Linked DNA regions of Cricetulus griseus: region 1 is linked to region 2. The links are chromatin contacts, called in public Hi-C maps. All regions are on one chromosome and are shown on one strand. The core of a region is the stretch at or near the end of the contact, and the rest is flanking DNA. Distances in the headings are between cores, read along the strand shown.

Region 1 (6,200 bases), core at 3,653-6,152, 71 kb before region 2:
CTCTGAGGCAGACATTTCTGTTTCAGATCTGGTTTTACACTTGAGAATGTTGAAAGAGCTCATTAGATTTCCTTTAGAGAAACTAGAACCGAACACTGGCAGGTGTCGCGTGGATGACCTTCCTCCCAAGAAGCCTCGCCTCCTCATCCATCGTTATCTACTGACTCAATGTTACTGATTGTGCTAAGTGCTGGGGACACAGTAGGAGACAGGGTCCATGGACCCACATGGCCTGTGTGTCCTCACTCACACCTGAAGGGAGGGGGAGAGGCAAACCTCTCACGGGAGGAAGGCATCCTGGAGACGCCCAAAATAAAGTGATGGGAGAGACAGCAAGAATGTCTCTTTTGAATCTCACTATTCCTAGAACATCTGGTCCAGAAGGGACCATGTGGTCAGGGACTTTCCAACTAAGTGTTCTTAAAATAAAATCCAAACTCCTTTAGTCAGCCTGACAGGTGGCCTCTGCCTGTGTCCGACTAGTTTCCCTGTGGCCAAATCACAGCAGGTTTCTGCTACTTCATCACAGCGTGTGCCTGCCTTAGGGCCTTTGCACCTGAGGTTGCATCAGCCTGGAGCATTCTCGCAGCAGATCCTCCTGAGATAAATACTTCAGCCCCATATTGTGTGTTTCTCAACCCTGCTCGATTCTTTTATGTGGGCAGCTTCAACAATTCAGGGATGCAATACTCGGCATCTGGAAGACGCCGTGCCTGGCTCCAGACTCCTTGCTCCTTGGCACACCCCATTTGGTTCTCCGCTCTCCAGCGGTGTTAACCACTTGCAAGTCTCCAACTATAAGGCATCCCCAACACCTTCCTGCCCTAACATATGCTGTTGCTTCTTTGGGGTACAGAAGTCTTCTTTCCTCCTCTACCCCCTTAGGGCACGCACCTACTAACTGTATTGTGTCTTCTCTTTAGCAATCAGCTTATTCAGTCTGACCCTTGCTGGGACTCCTCCTTCCAGGTGGAAACTGCTCTGTTTTAATTTTTTATTTAATTTTCTGTATCATTTATTTATTTTGACTTTTTGTTGTTGTTGTTTTCCGAGACAGGGTTTCTCTGTGGCTTTGGAGCCTGTCCTGGCACTCGCTCTGGAGACCAGGCTGACCTCGAACTCACAGAGATCTGCCAGCCTCTGCCTCCCAAGTGCTGGGATTAGAGATGTGCACCACCACCCGGCTATTATTTTTAAATATTTATTTATTTATTGGTTTTTCGAGACAGGGTTTCTTTGTGTAACCCTGACTGTTGGGAACTCTATAGACCCAATTTGCTTGAACTCACAAATCTGCCTGCCTCTGCCTCCCAAATGCTGGGATTAAAGGTATATGACACAACCCCCTGGCAAAAGTTTTATTTTATTTTAAAGATTTCTTTGTAAGTGTGTATTTAAAATTTCCTTTTCTTGCCCACCATTAGCCTGCACATGGTTTCGTTTAACCCTCATGATGATCTTATACCACAAGTACTATTACTATCCTTAGTTTACAGCAGTGGGAGCTGGGGAAGTATCTTGAGAGCACTTGCTTAGCATGTTCAACGCCCTGGGTTTCATTGTTAGAAGCCAGGAAGGGAAGAAGGGGGAAAATAAGGGAAAAAATGAAAGAGAGGCTTGAAAGAGAGGCTGGAGAGATGGCTTAGCAGTGAAGAGCATGTATATTGTTGTTGCAGAGGACCCAAATTTGGTTCCTAGTACCCGTATCAGACATTCACAACTGCCTAAACTCCAGTGGATCTGATGCCTCTGGTTTCCAAGGATGCCTGTACACTTGAACACACACACACACAGTTAAAAATAAGATAAGTCTTATGTTTAAGAAAGGAAGAGAAAGGGAAGGAAATGAAAGAAAAGAAGAAATAGAGGCTTGGGGAGCCAGGGACTGGCCCCAAGGGGTCACTCTGGCCACAGCCTAAAATATGCTGCCTCCTACACCTACCCCTGTGTTTTATTTCTTTTGTGCTCTCCTCTAACCAAGTTACATAAACAAAGTGGGATTGCTCCCCAGCTTTTCTACCATGCCTACAAACACTCACGTTGTTGGCTTCTCGGACCAGCCTCTGTTCATTGTACAGAATGTGCCGGATACAGCGAACCAGCTCCATGGGGCAGCGGTCATAGGTGTTCTGAAAAGAGACAACAGGAACCACCAATGGCCACCTAGTTCTGACCACTCTGGCTTCCTTACAGTGCCCATCCCTTCTTCTCCTTCAGCCTCAGCTTTTCCCAGGAAGCCCCCTGGATTATCAAACACCCTCAACTCTCCTTTGCCCTTCTTCCCCTCCCAGAACTTCTTACTCGGTTTATAGTGACTTAGAAACTCACTAAACACAAAGCTCATTCAACCTCCCACTAGCTTTCATTCTCTGAAGCATGGAAATCCTATGACAGAAACTCGGGCTGTTCTCATGCCATGGATGGGAAAATTGATGTTCAGATAGGCTAGGTATGTGTCCTGAGGCAAGTGTGTGTGTGTGTGTGTGTGTGTGTGTGTGTGAGAGAGAGAGAGAGAGAGAGAGAGAGAGAGAGAGAGAGAGAGAGAGAGAGAGAGAGAGACATCAAGAAGAAGACTGGGGTGTCTGATGCCAACATCAAGGTACTTTCCATTAGGCACCTGGCCCTGGGTTCCTATTTTGCTTCCCCTCAGGTTTCTGCTGTTTCTTCCTTTTTCTGGGATGAGCTTTTATTTCCCCAGCATCCAGCTGTTTGGATGTAAGCGGGGTTCTCTAAGAAATACAAGTGCATTCCGATAAGTGCTTGACCATGAATACCACCCACACCCCTTTCCTGCTTCCATAAAATCCCTGCCCTCCTCAGTATAAAGGGGAGGTTACTTTTTCTTTCTAAGCCTTGAATTCAAAGCCTTTTATTCCACTCTTGCTCCAGGGCAATTCTTCTTCTCTTCAGCAGCTTTCTTGCCTCTAAATGAGTCCCAGGAGAATGTCTGCTTGCCTTATCCCCTCCTTTCTAGACTCTGCCAGTTTTCCTTTCTCTGTCGAAGAAGCCCACCTGACTCTGTTTTCCATCTCTGCTGCTTCATCTGTGCACACTGCCGCTCCAGCCATTCCACTCCCTTTGCTGGAAACAACCTCCCTTCTCCCTCCCCCCACACTCCCACCTTTTGCTTTGTGATAATGTTAAAAGAATCTGACAGGTCTGACTTAGAAAGAGGGGGCGGGGGAAATTGAAGAAAAGTTGCCAGTAAGCTTTTGGTCACATGGTGACTCAGTGGCCAAGCCAGTGAAAATCCCAGGGGTTCTGATGCTGGAAGAGAAAGCCTGAGGGGGCCTGAGTGTGGCCAGCATTCACACCCACCTGGAGCTGTGTTGCATAGTGCCCCAGCTTGATCTTCAGCAAAAACCCATCTTCCCCCACCTGGTGTTCTGCTTTCTTCTGAAGCTCCTGCACCAAGCCCTCCAGAAGCTGGGTGGCCTGGCCTCGGTCCTGGGGATTGTCCAAGTCAATGGCATCCCTTGGGACAACACAAGGAGAGAAAAACTGTACCAAGGATATCAAGCAGCAAGAGTGATTCAGGGCGTTGCAGTCCCACAAGACTCGCTCCTGGCGGCTGTGCATCAAAGTCGAGAAAAGTCTCCCCTCGGTAGCTCCCATTGCCCTCTTCCCCTTTCCCGGGGACACCACCCCTTCCGCACAAGGACAGATAGAATCAGAATCACACCAAACCACAACGAAGAGACCCTTTGGCCTGGATAGCAGGGACCCACACTGAAGGCGAAGGTTCAGGGCATGGGACACCTACCAGGGCTGACTCTCGATCCACTGGGCCAGGTAGTGCCGGACCTCGATGGGGAAATGCTGCCCGTAGAGCACTTGCATCTGGCGCAGCGCATCGCCCTGCAGCTGCTGGGCCTGAATCCAGCCCGCCATGGCTGTTCACCTAGAGGAGAAGGTAAGCCATTTGTTCCGCAGAGGTTTCTGGCCTGCCTGTGCCCTGCAGTGCCACCAAAGGACCTAAGGACTGCGGTGAGGCCAGGCTCCTCCCTCACCCCAGGCACGCTTTCCTGTGCGGGAAGAGAGATGGCTACCCTTCCCTTCCAACAAGGAACCCTCGAGGCTGGGGGTGGAGATCTGGGTAGGCAGATGCCCTCCTCTCTTCCTGTCCCCTTTCCTCTTCGTGTCATCCCCTAACTAAAGGGGTCTACAAACCGAAAGAGAAACTTAAGAGACAGAGGCCCACAGTCCCCCGACCAAGAAACGACTGCAAAATTTCTTCCCACCCAGCCTCTGACCCACACTCTCAATTTCTGGGAAGGGAAGCTATGCCAAGCCGAAAGTTAGGGCAATGCAGCGACCGTCACTCGAGGTCCGAGTCTCCTCAGGCACGTGTCTGGGGCTGTCAGGGAGAGAGGACTAAGAGATCGACTGTCTTTAGAGTAGCCCTGGGCTGCACTCCAGGGTCTGCCCGCTCCAGGTGGAGCCTGACAGTATCGGTGCCTCTGGGTGCGTCCACCCCTGGCTGCCCCCTGCACGGGTTCCTCGTCCCTGATTCCTCTGAAGCTCCCACTCGAAGCCCAGACCGATGTTTGCCCGGTGTCAGGCCAGAGGGGACTCTAGGGTGCTGGGTCCCAAGGACGCGGCTGCAGCCTAAATCCCCTATCCACGCGCCAACGCCACGCCACGCCGACCCACCCACCTGGTGCTGAGGAACGCCTGCTGCTGTCGCTCCCGGTCCGGGCTCCTGACCGTTCCTGACGGCTCTTGACGGCTGCGGTGGTGGCGGCTGTTACTACAGGAAGGAGCAGAGAGCAGCGATTTCCTCCTCAAAGGTCAGCTGCCTGCGATAGACCATACACAGCGCGCGAGCTCGCGCCAGCACCCCTCCCAGCGGCCGTCGCTCCCTCCTTGCCTCCGCCCTCGATCGCCGGCTCTCCGGCACCCCGGCTCCCCAGCGAGTGCGCTGCAGCTACGGGGGAACCCAACAGACCACCCGGCTGGGCGGCGCCGTGCAGAGGACCGCCCCGACGACCCGGTCCCTCGGGAGCCCCGGTTTGTGCTCCCCTGCGGCTCCGGCTGGTGGGAGGGGGGGAGTGAGGGAGTGAGGGTGAGCGTCCTGGGACAGCTGAGCTGGAGCAGCCGGGGTGCCGGGAAGTCCCGAACTCTGGAAATCCCAAACTAGGGCCTCGGTTTTATCATCTGTTAACTAGGGAAGGAAAAAAAAAAGAAAAAAAAAAAAAGAAAAGAAAAAAGTGAGAGGAGGAAGAAAAAGCCTACCTGTGGATGCCACCTGCCTCTGTCGTCATCTTCTCTTTCTCTGTCTGTAGATTAACAAAGTCTGGTGTGAGTGCGTGCTTGTGTGTGTGAGTGCGCGCTCGCGCGCGCTCACAGGTGTAGTGGGTGTGGCGGGTGTGGCTTCTATGACCCTGCAGAGTCAAAACTTTAGAGAAACTGGGGATTCCAGAAAAGCCAAGCTCACCTCTAAGGTCTCCCCACTTCTCTCCTTGCATGACTCCCACCATGTGACCTTCCCCCTTAAAGCAGGACCAAGAAAGACCTTGGCAACCATGCGCTTCAACCTTCCACCCCCTTTCCGACCTTTGCAGGTAAGAAATGTCAATCCAGAGAAGAGAAGGGGCCTGCCCAGGACCACACTGTGGTCACGTGGCCTCATCAGCAGACTGTGACCCATAAACTATTCATCCCCTCTGTCACCTAAAAGACGCCCATCTGAGGCTGGTTCTACCTTGAAAAAAGGCCCAGGAAGCGGTATTTTGCTTTTCTCAACTAAACATCTGCCTGCAGACTTTGCCATGGCAGCAAACCTGCTCCCTGGAGCTTTGCCTGGATCAGAGTCCCCATCCCTAAGAGTTCCCCCTCAAGGCCCAAGGGTTGGACAAGGCCAGGCTGGAAGTCTGCCATCCCCTTTGCCCAGCTTCCCTCTCCTCTGGGCCTCCTCTCTGCCTGGCAGCTGGCATGGGCAGTACCAAAGGAGGGGCCAGCCTGGCTGCCTACTCATAGCCCATCTGGGCCAAGACTCAGTTGCCTGGGGGATCTTTCTCATTGGCTTCCTCTCTCACTAATTCCTTCTTGTATCTTTTCTTTGCATTCCTAGTTCCTAATCCCTCTTTCTGGCCTTTGAGATCTCCCCAGTTTTATTCTTTTTTACTTTAGAGGGGGGAAAACCTGAAGTTCTTCTGCAGAAGTTGAAATGCCTGGGTTCTCCCCACCCTCTGTATGTG
Region 2 (6,949 bases), core at 2,072-4,571:
CAAAACCAAACAAACAAAAAAACAACAGCTACATATTTATGGCATACATTGATTTACACGTACATTGTGTAATAATCAGATCAGGGTAACTAGCATGTCCATCTCCTGAACATATATCATTTTCTTGTGCTAAGAACATTGAGGGGCTGGAGAGACAGCTCACAGGTTAAGAGTGGCTACTGCTCTTGCAGAGGACCAGAATTCAGTTAGCAGTGCCCACCCATGTCAGGTGGTTCACAACCACCTTTAACTCCAGCTCCAGAGACTCCGTGATCACCTACACACACATACATGTACATGCACACACAGAGACCCGTAACTAAAAGTAAAGTATCTTTTTAAAAAGAAAGAAAAAAACATTGACAGTCCCCTTGACCAGGCTTGGTAACTCACTCTTGTAATCCAAACACTTGGGAGGTAGAGTCAGAAGGATCAGAAGTTCAAGGTTATCCTTAAATATATATTAATATTAAGTTCAAGACCAAATTGGGCTCCATGAGACCCTGTCTCAAATAAACTAAAAGGGGGGCTGGGAGATGGATTAGTAAAATGCTTTCCAAGTAAGCACAGAGGCCTGAGTTTTTATATCTTATCTTATACGTATTTTGTCCGAGTGTATATATGTGTACCATATTGTGCCTGTTGCCCGTGGAGGCCAGAAGAGGGCATCAGTTCTGCTGGAACTAGAGTTACAAATGATTGTGAGCTACCATGTGGGTGCTGGGAATCAAACACAGGTCCTCTGCAAGAACAGCCAATGCTCTTAATCACTTGAGCTATCTCTCCAGCCCCAGTAATAAATCAAAAAATACGAATCATAAAGCTCATGAGGAAAGGCAAGATGTGGAGTAAAACTAGTTATTCTTGAGTCTTAAGATACACTGTCTGGGGGGCTGGAGAGATGGCTCAGAGGTTAAGAGCGCCGACTGTTCTTCCAGAGGTCCTGAGTTCAATCCCCAGCAACCACATGGTGGCTCACAACCATCCGTTATGAGAGCTGGTGCCCTCTTCTGGTGTGCAGATATACATGGAAGCAGAATGTTGTATACAGAATAAATAAATAAAATCTTTAAAAAAAAAAAAAGATACACTGTCTGCTGGGCGGTGGTGGCACACTCTTTTGATCCCAGCACTCAGGAGGCAGAGGCAGGCAGATCTCTGTGAGTTCGAGACCAGCCTGGTCTACAAGAGCTAGTTCCAGGACAGCCTCCAAAACCACAGAGAAACCCTGTCTCAGAGAAAGAGAGAGAGAGAGAGAGAGAGACTGTTTACATTGTTGGTTTTAATTTACTTATGCAAGATTGGCAACCACCCTCTTTTTTTCTATTTCTCACCTTTTGGGATACCTGTTCCATCCCCATATCTTAGAAGCAGATAACTGAATTTCACAAATTCATAGCTGGACAACTTTTTCTTGAATCTCACCAGGAATGACACCTGAGGTTGACCTCTGGCCTCCATATATGTGTACCACCCCCACCCACTCCCACAGAAAGGGGAGGGGGAAGGGAAAAAGGAGGAAGGGAGAGAGAGAGACAGCCCCCTCTTCTGGCTATTTAAAAACGTGCAGCATATTGTGTGCTGTGAGCACCCGACCACATTCCTCCAGGCTATTGCACCTTTGTAATCCATTGACCAACTGGCTGGCTGGAATACGAAGCAATTTATTAAAAGTTCATATGCTAACCTATTTATCAATAAAGTTGCCAACTAGAAAATTTCCACTCTCCCATGCCAAGTTGCTTCACTTTGAGCTGGAGTTCTTGGCAGATGTCAAGGGCAGGTGTTACACTTGTGGCCATACATGTTGTGTGTCCTTTCTCTCTCTGTACTCACTTAGAAAGCCAGCCTGGTTCTTCTGTTTCTTTTCTTTTCTTCCTTTCTTTCTTTTAAAAGGGTCTCTATAGCCCAGGTTGATCTCAAACTCTCTGTAGCAGAAAATGACCTTAAGCTCCTGACCCTCCCGAGTGCTGAGATCACAGGCGTGTGCCACCACCAACACCTGGCAATGTTTTCAATATCTAAACTTCCAGTGAATCTAGACCAGGAGCCACGACATGACGATACTTTGTTCTGACAACATTTATCAGAACCAGAATCAGACTGCAGGGTCAGCAGCTCCCAAGCCAACGCCCTGAGCACGAGGTGGCCCTCTAGCTGTGTTATATATGAGGACAGTAAAGTAGAACCTTATGTGTCTCAGAACGGGGCAGCCCATGAAAGTCTGAATGTGCTCAGGCTTGGCAAGACAAATCTTGCTGACTCCTTCCAGTCGTTGCTGCCTCTCGGTTGCAGCTTGAGAGACTCAGTCATGCAGCTGTTCTCTTATATCCTGGTTTCTGTCCCTCTCAGGGCAGGGTGCCATTCGCTGTGCCTGACAAGGTGTTGTGGCCGCAGCTGTGTGAGGCTCTCAACATGAAATTCAAGGCAGAAGTGCAGAGCAACCGGGGCCTGACCAAGGAGAACCTAGTGTTCCTGGCACAGAAATTGTTCAACAGCAGCAGCAGTCACCTCGAAGACTACAACAGCATGTCGGTGTCCTGGTCCCAGTTCAACCGGGTGAGTGGCCAGCCAGCCGCCAGCAGCTCTTACTTCAGTCTTTCCCAATGTTCGTCTGCGGGAGTTTCCCTGCCCTGGGCCCCCGTCCTTCATAGTTCTCATAAACTCTACCCAAAGTCACAGGAACATCTGTGTAGACGGACAGCTTGAGAGTTAGTTGGGTCTCACGTGGAGTCACATCTCTTCATGGTGTGGGTAAGCCGGACCTTGCGTGCAGTTAGCGCATTTCTTCCTTTAGGAAGGAAACAGTGAAGCAGATGTGAGCCAGACTCCTTCCCAGCTCTGTCCCAATAGCTCTGATGTGGAATGCCGGCTTAGGCTTCCAGGGGACACTCAGCCCCCTAAACGGGGGTATGGATAAAGGAAACATTTCCTCTGGCATCCATCAAATCTGTGACTGGGTCAGATCTTTGGTTTTTTAGCTAAACTTCTCCCCCAGTATGTCCTCACCTCAAACTTTCAGATGCCCTTAATTCAGAGAGCTCGTGGTTTCTGAGCCTTCTGAATGAATGAAGGGATGGTCCTGTGCTGGCAGCTGCTGGTCAGCAGAGGTCAGGGAAACAGACCTCAGTGGCCTATCTTTGCCATTGTGGTGAAGCCCCCACCTCCCACAGAACCTGGTTACTGTACTTGGCTGATAATTACTGGGAATGTGTGTGTATGATGTCAGCATCTCTGTGGCTTCGTGTGATCTAATTCAGGTCAGACCTATGAACCCATCCTGTGTCTTGCTAAAGCGTAGGCTGTGACTCATAGCAGATCCGAGGTGGGCCTGGGAAAATGTGCATTTCTCAGAATCTCCCAGGGGATACCGATGCTGTTTGTCACACACTGCATGTCAGAAATAGCCGAATCTAGCTGGAGATGTAGCAGAGTCCCCTGAGGGTTGGTACCAGCACTGTGGCTTTCACTCTTTGCTTCTCCCTTTCCTCTGTGGTCTGTCTTTGGGGCTTTAAGAGTACTTGGTAAAAGGCAGGGACATTTGCCTGCTTCCAAAAGTGGGGATGTTTGTTTTCCATCTCAGTGTCTGTATCCTGCCCTTATTGCCTGTAAGGGCACAAGGCATGATTCAAAGCTTTTCAGTTTCTTCAGAGGACTGGGAGGTCTGGGAGGCCGGAGCCAAATCTGCCTTCCCCATCTCTTCCTCAAATGTGTTTATAGAGAACCTGAACAAAGGCAATAAACCAATTCAAAGTTCAGGTTTAGTCTTCTGGTAGTTGAGTCCCCAGAATTCAGTCTTATCCTCCAGGCAGTTGGCTTTACCCCTGAGATTCCTATTCCCCTCCTTGCCATCTTGCTCTATGTGACAGAGGATGGCTTCACAGACACCAAGGCTACCGAGTCTTGTGTACCTCCTGGGTGACATGTAGAGTTAATGTTAATTCAGAACTGCATGTGAAGGATCTTTCTACAGTCTTTACAGCAGACTGTGAAGTGCCTCTGCCATACATGCAGCTGATATTCCAATGCTCATTCTGGCTTTCTTCCTGTTCCGTGTTGTCTCTCCAACCAGGAGAACTTGCCAGGACGGAATTACACTTTCTGGCAGTGGTTTGACGGTGTGATGGAAGTGTTAAAAAAGCATCTCAAGCCTCACTGGAACGATGGGTGAGAATCATCTTTACTGTTGCTTTTTTTATTAAATGTTGCCAAGACAGCTCTTGAGCTCAAGCAATCCTCCTGCCTCAGGCCCCCAAGTAGCTGGGGCTGCAGACATCTATTGAGTCAGTACTAGAACACAAGAGTTTTCTCCCTGGCATTGTTACCCTCTGCCTCTGTCCCTGTGACTCCTTCATTCAGGGCCATCTTGGGTTTCGTGAACAAGCAACAGGCCCATGACCTACTCATTAACAAGCCAGATGGGACCTTCCTGCTGAGATTCAGCGATTCCGAAATCGGAGGCATCACCATTGCTTGGAAGTTTGACTCTCGTGAGTGCCTCTCCCTTTTTGTGAAACATTTTGACTTTATGTCCAAAGGTAGCTGCTTTTGTTGAAAAACGATTTTAATACATCTTGTTGCGAGCAATATTGTTTGTTGGGGCCAGTCCTAATTACAGGAATCACTAACATAACCCTGACACAGCTGCTCGTAAGGCCATCTGTGAGCAATCTTATTATGGGAAATGCTGAAGTATTTACTGCCTTAGAATGTGCAGCGGGCAGTCACAGCCACTTCCCTTTTGAAATGCTTGCCTCATTGTTACTAGCCTGGAGCTCATTCTAGTCATCCTGAACAGTAGCAATACAATAGCTCCATGATTCCCTAATTAATGGAAGGTATTGCCACTGAGCATTGCCACCCAAGAATGTCCCTTCTTTAGTCTGACCCTTACTGTAAAGCAGGACAGCTTGCTAATTTACATGTTTTGTGGTTTAAAGATTCTACCAGCTTGACCAACTCTTAGGCTTTCTTTGGCTCCAGGTGTGCTTCCTAAGAATAAGATTGGAGTCCATAAGAACTACTTATTTTCTTTATTCTATTTTATTATTTTGTATGTGGGTGTTTTGCCTGCATGTTTGTCTGTGCACTGCATGTGTTCTGTGCCTAGAGGCCAGAAGAGGCCATAGGATCCCCTGGAAATGGACTTATGGACAGTTGTGAGCCATTATGTGGGTGCTGGGAATCAAACCCCAGTTCTCTGCAAGAATAAGTGCTCTTAATTGCTGAGCCATCTCTCCAGCCCCAGAGCTATTTCTTTTAGACAGGGGAGGACTCTACTTGAACTTGCAGCCACTGAGATGTCTGACTCTCTAGGGAAGCAATGTATATATCTGCTTATGTACCGAGACATCTAAGAAGTCCCTATCTACAGCTGTGGCTATTTGGGGATGAGCATTTCTGTTGGTGTGATTCTAATAAGGTGTTTTGACTTTAGGCCTGTGGATTTTAAGATCTCACATTCAGAAATCATGGTTAGAATGTGATTGTTCTGTTTATTGATCTAGAGGAAAGAATGTTTTGGAATCTGATGCCTTTTACCACTAGAGACTTCTCCATCCGGTCCCTGGCTGACCGCTTGGGGGACTTGAATTACCTCATATATGTGTTTCCCGATCGGCCAAAGGATGAAGTATATTCTAAGTACTACACACCAGTCCCATGCGAGCCTGCCACTGGTGAGTGTTCGTCTGCGGTGGGTTTTGTACTGACTTTGGTTTTGGTTTTGTTTGAGATTTTGCTAGTATGTTTATGTACATACATGTGTATGTATGTGTACATGTGTGTATTCGTGGATGTGCAGATTTCTTCCATGCACAAGACCCAAACAGCACCCCTCTGGTGTTCAAGAAATACCCAGTGCAGATGTGAGCCCTGTGCAGTGTTTGGCAATGAAAACACCTCTGCCTCTTGGATGCCTGAAATTAAAGTTGCACAACACCACTCCTGGACAAAATAGTCCATATTTTTTGTTTGTTTTGTTTTTCGAGACAGAGTTTCTCTGTGGCTTTGGAGTCTATCCTGGCACTGGCTCTGGAGACCAGGCTGGCCTCAAACTCAGAGAGATCCACCTGCCTCTGCCTCCCGAGTGCTGGGATTAAAGGCGTGGGCCACCAACGCCCGGCTAAAATATTCCATATTATTGTAAAAAATGTTATTCCTAACATTTTGTCACAAATTTGTCAGAAAGAAATGCATCGCACACATCTAGAAGTTAGCCTCTGTAGACAGCTCGGTGGCAGTCTTCAACGGTCTGTAGCTGTGTGTTCTGTTCTCTCCCTGGGAATATGGAGGCTCCCGTCTGGTCAGAGAAAGAAAACAGCAAGTGAGTCAACAGTGACATGTGTTGGCTTAGCAGTGGATACACTGAAGAGCGATAAAGCAAGAGTGAAGGCATGGAGAAGTGGTGGGGAGAGGGCATCATTTCTTTAAAGTGGTTAGGGGAGGTCTCTGAGGAAGTGACGTATGAATAGACTTGAACAAAGTAAGGAAGCTGGCTTTGCAAAGACCTGGAAAGCAAACATCCTAGGCTAAGAGAATAAGTACAGCTGGGGTGGCCGAAAAGCTCCCCAGAGCCAGGAGGCTGCTTCCAGCCAAGCAGGAAGCTGGTGGTGGGAGCTGAGGCCAGGATACTTCAGCAGTAGAGGCCCGGGATAAAGGTCAAACCATACACACTCCTTTGTACCATGATTACACACACACACACACACACACACACACACACAGACACACACACCCTCCCTCCTCCTCCTTCTTCTCTCTCTCTGTCTCTCTCTGTCTCTCTCTCTCTCTCTCGTTACAGGTCAGAGCTGGGTGGGGATGGTGCACAATTTTAATCCCAGCACTTGAGAGGCAGAAGCAGGCAGATAAGCAGTCTGTGAGTTCAAGGCCAGCCTGGTCTACAGAGTGAGTTCCAGGACAGCCAGGACTGTCATACAGAGAAACCCTG

What was found. Hi-C and Micro-C count contacts between places; a contact is called where the count stands out from the background.
Region 1: a Hi-C map of the CHO-K1 cell line shows a contact between it and region 2, with 3 times the contacts expected there. The contact joins the promoter of LOC100755571 here to the enhancer-like site in region 2. A contact is called at or near these places in 2 of 8 Hi-C or Micro-C datasets (the CHO-K1 cell line and fibroblasts).

What each region holds. Positions count from the first base shown.
Region 1 is chr7:113,899,621-113,905,820 of CriGri-PICRH-1.0, reverse strand. LOC100755571 (signal transducer and activator of transcription 5A) reads right to left here and starts at 4,902. Exons shown (of 18, transcript XM_027428132.2): 1 at 4,658-4,902; 2 at 3,764-3,901; 3 at 3,319-3,475; 4 at 2,040-2,129. The coding sequence starts at 3,891.
Region 2 is chr7:113,826,178-113,833,126 of CriGri-PICRH-1.0, reverse strand. It overlaps LOC100750571 (signal transducer and activator of transcription 5B), which reads left to right. Exons shown (of 19, transcript XM_027428133.2): 13 at 2,353-2,559; 14 at 4,073-4,167; 15 at 4,360-4,490; 16 at 5,508-5,678. Among named protein-coding and RNA genes, the nearest start is that of Ghdc, 19 kb to the right of the region's middle. Within about 2 kb of position 3,321, at least 2 of the 6 cell types and tissues checked have open chromatin away from gene starts, as enhancers often do. A contact at or near this core is called in the CHO-K1 cell line and fibroblasts, where this site is marked.